Linked DNA regions of Mus musculus: region 1 is linked to region 2. Evidence: chromatin contacts called from public Hi-C data. All regions are on one chromosome and are shown on one strand. The core of a region is the stretch at or near the end of the contact, and the rest is flanking DNA. Distances in the headings are between cores, read along the strand shown. Region 1 has its middle 3.2 kb from the start of Gm40216. Region 2 overlaps Dab1 (disabled 1).

Region 1 (5,096 bases), core at 1,827-4,326, 850 kb after region 2:
GCTAGTCATATCTATACCCCGAGGACCCAAGGAGAGCCCAGTTATCAGCTGCAGAAGGGGGGCTGGCTGTTCAGAAAATGGCTATTAGGTAGAATGGAGACCCTCAAAAATCTGGTGCTGTCTGCAAACAGAATCAGGACAGAGTGGAAAGCTGCGTGACTGGAGCTCTGAGAAGGACCAGAGGCGTCAGAGGAAGCTAATCGCTGGCAGAAAGAGAAGCAGAGAAATGCCAGTAATAAGCTTCTGGTGGGTTACGCCAACCATGCTGGGTGCAGATCCGGCAAGCATCTCACAGATCCGGCAAGCCTCGAAGCCGGTACCTCTGCAGTCCCTGCGTGCAGCTGCCTGGATGGATGGAGGTCTGGCTACACGTGATACTATTCTAGGATTCCCAGGAGCACCTTCTGTCCCTTATGCCAAGAGCATCTGCACCGTCACCCCCTCCAGTGTGCCTCTTCTTCCTGGTGTTATCCTACATAAGACCCTTCATTATAACAAAGAGAACTCTGCCAAAGCTCCAGGCTCCGTACAGGTGAATGTGCGCGAGGTAATTGGGCTAGTTGTATCTTACAGACTCTAAACTGAATCGATGCTGTGTTTTATCAAAGCATTGCGAAAGCGAGGGAACCTGTTTATGTCTTGCTGGTGATCAGTGGGAGAGGTTTTGGTACCAGGCAACTGTCTCAGCTTCACCTTTACCTCCAGTGTGTGCCTTTCCTGCTTATTGTTCCTAACTTACAAGGTTTCACATTTAACACAATGTTAATAACCTATAATCTCCTTTTCAAACAAGACAATAAATAAACATGTACAAAGAAGTAATAGAAAAGTTGGGTCTTGGTGGAAGATAATTCATCACAGAGTTCAAAAGGAGAATGGTTAAGAACAGAGCCCCCCAGAGGCCCTTGATCCTGTGAAGGTTCTATGCCCCAGTATAGGGGACTGCCAGGGCCAGGAAGCAGGAGTGGGTGGGTTGATGAGTTGGGGGCAGGGGGGACAGATAGGGGGTTTTCAGAGGGGAAACTAGGAAAGGGATAACATTTGAAATGTAAATAAAGAAAATATCTAATAAAAAAAATTCTTTAAAAATACAAGGAACAGAGCGTCCTAGGCAGGTGTGGACAGGGTGAGACAAACCAGTGAGATGAGGTCCAGGCCAGGAAGAACTGGCGCCGTTCCCACAGGAGGAGTTCCTGGCACAGCCCAAAGCCAAGGCATGAGGAAGTACAAGAAGGCAAAGACACGGGGACTGCCTATGACCCGCAGCACAATAGGGGGAGGCAGGAGAGATGCTGTGACCATCTTGCCTCACCTTGGGACCTCACACTAGAACTTCACAACTAGAACGTGCCAGCACCACCCTGGCCACGGTTCCCTGTAGCTCAGCCTTCCGGAGCACAGAGAAGGCCTAAGGAAGGCAGGAAGGCGGGGGAGGAAGTTGAGAACAAGCTGCTGAGGTGAATATGATGTCAGAGGATGGAACATGGTCACATAGCAATCACATGGACAACTAAGAGCCAGAAGAGTGGTGCGGTCAGCCCACTCTGTGACATGTGTGCTGCTCCTGCCTACTCAGTAAAACATGTGCTGCTCCTGTGTGGAACCTCATAGCAAACCTTGCGTGATGGCCTTCCTGTCCACCTAGCCCCCTTTCCTTCATTCTGGACCGCTGCCTTGACACCCTTGACCTCTGGACATTTGCAACATGTCTGCCAACCACGCCTAGCGCTTCTTACCTCCAAGTTCCTTTGATTCTAGCTTGTTTAGTCTATCTGGGCCTCTGTGACAGAATGCCACAGACTAGACGACTTACCGAAGAAAACCTTTCTTCCCCACCATTCTAGAGACCAAGCAATCAAGGCACAGGTAGGCATGGGTCTGAGCAGAAATCACTTTCTACGTCACAGCCAGCTGGCTTCTTGCTGTTGTCATGGGGGACAGGAGGTGGACATCAGTTGGATCCAGGATGGCTCTGACCTTATCAAAGGTCTCCTTCCAAACACAAGCACACTGAGGATTAGGCCCAATATAAGGATTCGAGGTGGACAGACATTGAGGTTGGTCTAGCGGCTCATCTTCCTCGGTCCATGTGGTCTGCTTCCCACAAGGCCAAGGGAAGTACCTCCTGCTAGTCCATGCGGCTGGGTGAGAGATCGCTGTAGGCTCTCGTTCCCACTGTCTTGACCTTTCTTCACCATTCATCTAAATTCTAACACCTCTAACAGCAGGCCTCCTTTAGAGCCAAGGGATTTAGGAGTTGAGCCTCATGCCCAGATGGGTCCACCGTCACCCACCCATTTAGGACTTCAAAGCAAAGTCTGAGTGCCTAAACCACAGACTCAGAATCTGTGAAAATACAGAGGTCCAACGTATTTGTAACTGTATTTAGGAAAATGCAAGTCCTTTTCCAGGAAGACAGTGGGTATTTGTTGACTACCTGTGATGGCCACACAAAAACATACACAGACACGGATACACACAGACACAGATACACACACAGACACACACACACACAGACACACACAGATATACACAAACACACACACACAGATACACACAGACACGGATACACACAGACACACACAGACACAGATACACACACACACAGAGAGACACACACACACACACAGACACAGATACACACACACACAGATATACACACACACACAGATACACACACACACACACACCACTTAGCTCATCTCATATTTATGCCCAATCTGTGAGAGAGCTGCTATGAGCAGCCTGAAGATCATTTGCCCAAAATCTCAGTTTCATTGCCGCAGAAAGGCAAGGTTCCAATTCTTTTTGCAGTGCTTCCCTTACTGCATGGCTTTGCAGCAGACCTTATGCCGGGGATTTCCTTGTAGAACTGTCCTCTTGTCCTTGATTCTGGGCCCCTAACTTGACCCCTAGGGTCCTGGGAGTCTGTTACATGTCTGCAATCCACCCTTCCCCCAGGCTTCATGCTTCAAATCTCTCTGTTCCTCAGAGGCTGCTTGCACCCTGTGTCCAGAAAATGCCACAGACGGTGTTTTGTCCACGGCGCCCTGTTACATCATTACCTCTACCTAGCAAGGGCACAGCTTGTCCAAGTGACTGGAGAGAGGACAGGGGAACTTTGAAGACAATGGTGCCTTACGTTATAGCAAGCACTCTCCTAAGCATCTGATTTGGGTTTTAAAGACACATTTACACAGGAGAACAGTCTTTTGGTTCGGTTGCCTCCAATTTTCTGTCATCTGAATCATAGCCAAGGAATAAATTGAATCTTTTTCTAACATAGAATATATTACTCTTGAAATAGTAGGAAATGTTGATAATTGCCTTTTATTGGACTCACAAATAATTTATAAGTTGGTCCGATTTAAAAAAAAAAAAAAGTATTATAGTCTTATTTCTTTGGTTTCTTCCTTGAGGCAAGTATCAGCCTCTAAAAATAGAACCCGTGTAGAGATGGGCCTAGCGCTCCCCCTGGTGGTCACTATTTAGGATTGCAGGCTCCATAAATGGACCTGAAGCTGTAGGCTACATTTGAATAATTCCTTTTCCCCTAAGTACACAGAAAGATTTGATTTATTCTTCCCAGCCATGTCTGCATTACAGAGTACTTCTCCTTAGAAAGTCTATCTGCTTTGAGCGTAAGTAAATGATCTATTCCTCATATACATTATCAGGCTGAACGTCTCGGAGGTAGTAAGAGCTTTCCTGGTTCTATCAAATGTCAGGAAAGCTGGGAGTTTCTTCTTTGCTTTAGAAAATACGGAGGAGTGAAATGCAAGCTGGCTGTCAGAGAATCACAGGGACAAGATATTGAAGGGATGACTCGTGACTGTGTGCGCGGAGAGAGTGCAGTGGAGAGATGGACGGGAGTCTCAGAACCGTGGGTCAGAGGCAGGATCCTGGGACGCCCTCCACTGCAATAGCAGATACACACACTGCCTTTCTCTGGAGAGACTGTGATGCCCTGCCTTCCTTGCAGGTAACTAGAGACCCAAGTAGCAGTTCCAGACAGTGGGCTGAAAAGCTAGCTGCGGCACTTCCTGGCCTAACCCTCAAGCACCTGGTGACGGCTCCCACTGTCTCTGTGTTCACACAAATGCCAACGGAATATTCCAAGATATCACAGGAGCAAAGTGGAGTCATCTCTTGTTTGAAAAGTATTTCTTTTCATTTTTTGAGATTATGTTACAATTGATATCATTCTCTCCACATCTTCGTCCCTCCAAACCCTCCCCTATACCCTTCCTTGCTCTCTTTCAAATTCACAGTATCTTTTTTTTATTAATTATCATCTTCTACAAGCAGACACAAATATACATACATATACACGTTTATATATTTATATGAATGTACATATACATATACATAAATGCATAAATGCAGTCTGTAAATGCTTCTTGTATATATGTTTTCAGGGCTGGCCATTTGGAATTGCATGACCAATCCATGTGTTCTTCCCTGGGGAAGACAGTTTCTTCCTCTCTCAGCACTGCTTAGTTGCCTCTGGTTCTTCCTTTCAGGCTGAGGCCTCTCTCTTCCTCCTGTCCACTTTGCCATGCCTACTGTTGTCCTTTCTCAGCTCGTGCTTAGGCAACTGTGTTGCTGAGACTTCGTGGCTGTGGTTTCTGATATTCCTGGAAGACACAATATCACAGCAAACTCCCTATCCCCCTGGCTCTTCTAGTCTTTTGGTTCCCTCTTCCTCAGTGATCTCTGAGCCTTGGGTGTGGGAGTTATGTCATAGATGTATTCATTGGGACTAGGTCCCACAACAGTATGCTTTGATTGGTTGTGGTTTTCTGTAATGTTCTCTATTTATTGAAAGAGAAGTTTCCTTGATGAGAGATGAAAGCTACACTCATCTGTGAATAGAAGGACCAACATTATAACGTAGTTAAGAATTATGCTAGTTTAGTAAAATAGCAGTTAAAGGCTTTCCTCCAAGATCCATGACTTCACTAGCCCTGGGTAGTTGGTTAGGTTTTTAGTACTGTACACAATTTCCTTCTTGTTGAATACATCTTAAGTCCAATTAGAGTGTTCCTGGTGACCACCTAGTTACGCATTACCACTACCACACTCTTAGAGACAGC
Region 2 (4,719 bases), core at 1,981-4,480:
AAAATACAGTTTGCAAGTTACTAGATTATAAAAGAGCCTGGTACAATCCCACGTCCTGAGCTATTGTGTAGCCACTGAAGGTAATACCTTCCTTCCATCTTTAAAAAAAAAAGCCAAGGCACAGATGGTTCAAGAAGAGGTGAAACATTCCAACCTGCAGGCAAGGCTTAAGAGAGAAAGTAAACAACTCAAAATAGCTTAAGAAGCTCCCTAGAACCAAGCAGATTCACTAAACTGCCTCCTCAAATCGCCACCCCCTTCTCTCCCCAACCCCTCCTGCATTGAGCATGATCTAAGCAGTAAAGTCAGAGAGTCACTCTCAGACAAATGGAACTTCTTAAAAGGGGCTCACACCAGCTGGGCTACCTGGAAGAAGTAAAGACCAGCTCAGTTGTCTGGGGACCCAGACCAATTGAACTACCTGGAATGCCCACTCTAGCCCACTGTGGGCAGCACCATTCCCTGGCCAGGCGTTTCTGTACTATGTGTGTATAGAGGGAGTACTGAGTATGAGAAAGCGTGTGTCAGTTCATTTCTTTCTTCTCTTGGCTGTGGTTGTGATATAAGCAGATGCTTCAAATTCCTACCTTGATTTCTCCACAGTGATGGACTGTAACCCAAAACAGTGAATGAAAATAAACCACATCTCCCAAGTTGCTTTTCCATAGGGTATTTTACCATGGCTGCAGAAATGAAACCAGTACCAATCCTTTCTCTCATTTAAAAATAGTATTCCTGGTATTGAGTTTTAAAGGGTCTTATGCATTCTGCACACATATATTTTTTAACGGATACATGTTTGCAAATATCTTTTTCTCAGTTTGTGGTTTGTCTTTTCTTGTGCTTAACAGTTTCCCTTGAAAAGCTAAAGTTTGTAATTTTTATATTATCAGATTTTCCTTTTATGATTTCATGATTTTTATATCCTATATTACTGTTTTCTCTGGCCCAAGAGTACTGGTACTTTTTTTTTTAGTTTTATAGTTTTAGATTTTTATTTAGGCCTATGTTTCATTTTGAATTAATATGGCATAATGTTATAGCTCTGCTTTTTTTTCCTTTTCCATGTGGGTATCTAATTGTTTTGTAATCACTTGTATTAGCATTACATCTTGCAAGAAAAATCGATCAACTGTCTATAGTCAGATCTGCTGGACTGTTGTCCTGTGTTCTATTGATGCATGTTCTCTGCACAGCAGTACCCATTATCCCGATAACTATTGTTTTATAGCAATTCCTAAAATTAGATAAACTAAGTTCTCTAATTTTATTTTTTAAGAATTATTTTTAGCAATATTCATCCTTTAGGTGTTCACATGAATCATATATTGCTGGTCAATTTTAAAATGTTGATTAGGATGTTGATTAGGATTATATTGAAACTAGGGATCAATCAGAGGTAATTCACATGCAAATAATATTGATTTTTTTCAACCTGCTACTATAGTTTATTTTTCTATTATCTGGACCTTCTATAAATCCTACCATAATTTTTTTTTAATGATAGTAGCGAACAAAGTTATAGTTTAGTTATCGCAATCTGTCCATGTTTTGTGATTTTTTTTTATTGTTTTTGAGAATTTCTTACGTAAGTATATAGAAGGGCTTGCTGAGGAGATGGTAATGATATTTTGTCTGTACCTCCTTCCTGTGCATCCAGTCACTTCCCACTGTTCGGATAGCGGATTTGTTGCCACAGGCTCACAACACCACAGTGAGGGAAAGGGTACACAGCAGTGTGGGATTCTGGGCTGAAGGCGCTTCCCACCCGGCACCCCAGCACTGACATCATTGCAGGTTCAGGTTCATCTTCCATCTCCTCATCTGTATGGCTGTAATGATACCTGCCTCATAGTATGAGGACTTGGTGATCCATGTTAAACAATGGCAAGCACATAGAGAAAACTTAAACCAGGTTAGATTTTTGTGATTTATTAGCCATATGGCCTTGAGAAACCTAATTTTTGACCCTGGAGAAAGTAATTTTGATAAGCTTCCACCTCTATGCTTAGAGATGATGAAAGCACTTATGAAATGTTATTGAGGACAAATTTAAAATAAAGCTTTTAAGCTAGGCCTTGTGGCATAGGCCAGTAATCTCATACGCTAAAGCATGAGGACCACATGTTCAAGGTCAGCTTGAGCTATAGACTAAGATTAAGGCCAGGCTAAGCAATTTTGGCAGAACCTGTTTCAAAATAAAAAGTATAAGAAGGCTACCTAGATAGGTTTGCACATACTCTTTGTCCCAACACTTGGGAGGCAGTTAGGTAGACCTATAATATTATATATATATATATATATATATATATATATATATATATATATATATATATATATATATATAATACATATGTTTTATTATATACACACACATATATATTTAATCTACAGTACTCATATAGCCAAAGCTATACAGTGTGACCCTGTGTCAAAACTATCTACTGTAAACAGTGACACCCTGTCTCAAAACATATATATAGATAGATAGATAGATAGAGAGAGAGAGAGAGAGAGAGAGAGAGAGAGACCCTGTCTATATGAGTACTATAGGTATATAGATATAGCCCTGGCTATATGATATATATATAAAGTGAAAAAAGGATTGGGAGTACTGGCATGATGTCTCACCTGGTAAAATTCTCATCTGATTGGCATGATATGAGTTTGAACCCCCTACTACACCTATGTGAAAAGCCAGGTGTGGTAATACATCTCTGATCCCAGCCCTGGGGCATCAAAGATCAATGTGATCACTAGAATTCACTGTCCTGCCAGCTTACCTCAGTAGGTAAGCTCAGGCTCTATAAGGGACATTGTCTCCAAAAATAAGGAAGAGAGCAATTGAGAAAGGCACCCAACATCAATCTTTGTCCTCCAAGGACATAAACACAAACAGATACATGCAAATAAATTTAGGCAATAAATAAATACATAAATAAATAAATAAAATCACAAAGCCTTCAAAACACAGTGCTTAAGCTTGGCACCCAAAAAGCCCCAATTAATATCAGCTTTGGATAGTATCTGTATTGGCACAGTATTTGACATGTGTCCATATCAACTATTTAAAAAAAAAAAATACTTGCTGAACGGTGAAGTTACATAAGAGCTCTTAAAAGAAACTCAAGTCCTAGAAGGGGCTGTCACAATATTGAGATGATGCCCAGACCAGCTTACAGCAAGGGAACTGGCTGTTCTCAACCATTCATGTTGAATGATTTGCTTCAGCGATCCAGAATATTCCCTACCCCCACTCCCCCATCCCTCCATCCCCACACTGTTTATAAGCCTGACTGCAGACAGTGATGTTCAGGCCTGGAACTAAAATCAATCTATTTATTGTAATGACTTCTAGTTACATACACCCAATTACCACTGTCATTAAGAAGGCAGTAGCAGCCAATTTTGAGTAACAGTACAACATTAGGCATTCAATGTGTATAACTTCAAAACAATGACCTTCTGGGGAATAGGTAAAGCTTGTAGGATAAAAACCTTTTGTTTTTCACTCATCCCCCTCTAAAAAAGCAAACCAAAATCTTTATGTACTTATTAATATTGAGCCAGAGAGGAGGTTCAGGAAGCTGTGCATGGTGATTGAACGTGTTGAATATTGGCACACACAATAACACAACTGCTAGGAAATTACCCAGTTGAATTCCAATCTTTTTGGAAGGTGTTTGCAAAATTGTAGGCATCCTGGTTAGTAAAGAAAAGGAGCGGAGCTTGGGGAGACCTTATGGGAAGAGTGGAGTAAGATGCGAGCCCTGCATGTGAGCTTCAAGCTCCATTGTGCGCTGTATCGCTAGCTAGGCTGTGTCTTTGTCCTGGTCACCTAACCCCTGTTCCCATGTGCTTCATCTTAAAATATGGAGCAATGTGAAGGATGGATTGGGGGCTTTCCCTGGCTCGGATTCTCTGGAGTTAAGATCCATCCTCTGCCTTTCACCTGTTTTCTAGATGAACAGAAAAAGAGGACCTGAAGTGCATGAAGAATTATCCTAGTAGGATTTGACTAGGCAGTTAATTAACAAAACAAAGCAGTGACATTCTACATCATATTAGTTGTGAATTAGTGCTGCAGATTGCTACCTCATCTATAAGACAGATTCCATTACAATCCTTCTGGGGCCCATAGAATCAGTAACTTAACAGTTTTCAAATTTCTCGAACACTGAAAGTTAAGTACTTGCCTTTTTGAACCTATTGTTTACCTAACCCTTCTAAGAATCTCCGCAGCAGCAATGTTACTTACTTTTCATTGCTATGAGGAAATACCACTTAAAGAACAAAGAGTACATTTTTGCTCATGTCTCTGAGGGAGAGATGGTGGGAGAAGCAGGGCAGCTATAGCAGAAAGCTGAAAGATCACATTTTGTGGCAGGCAGCCTAGAGGACAATTTAAAGTGGGCGAGGCTGGAAACTCTCCAGACTCCTGCAACAAGACTCCACCTCCTCAGTGGTCTGTACTCTCAACCCCAAACCAACGGGGCCCTACTGTTCAGATACTTGAGGCTATGGGGGACACTTCATTGAAATCACTACAGACTTAATAAGGAACAATTGTGCTCTGAAGACCTTTGAACCCAAACTATGCCTTACTAAGGTATAATCCTTAAAAACATAAAACAATAACTTTCCTTATCATATTGGTACTTCAGATTTCTGCCCATCCACTCAGGTATCTTTCTGACTTGAAGAGACAAAATTATCTAT

The links. A called contact is a pair of places that touch in the nucleus more often than the background predicts.
Region 1: a Hi-C map of cortical neurons shows a contact between it and region 2. The contact joins two enhancer-like sites. A contact is called at or near these places in 1 of 39 promoter capture datasets (hippocampal neurons) and 1 of 484 Hi-C or Micro-C datasets (cortical neurons).

The regions. Positions count from the first base shown.
Region 1 is chr4:104,890,720-104,895,815 of GRCm38.p6, forward strand. It overlaps a transcript of Fyb2 not described here. Among named protein-coding and RNA genes, the nearest start is that of Gm40216, 3.2 kb to the left of the region's middle. Within about 2 kb of position 3,077, at least 11 of the 459 cell types and tissues checked have an H3K27ac peak or open chromatin away from gene starts, as enhancers often do. A contact at or near this core is called in cortical neurons, where this site is marked.
Region 2 is chr4:104,040,426-104,045,144 of GRCm38.p6, forward strand. All of the region lies in intron 2 of Dab1 (disabled 1), which reads left to right. Among named protein-coding and RNA genes, the nearest start is that of Gm36661, 16 kb to the left of the region's middle. Within about 2 kb of position 3,231, at least 11 of the 459 cell types and tissues checked have an H3K27ac peak or open chromatin away from gene starts, as enhancers often do. A contact at or near this core is called in cortical neurons, where this site is marked.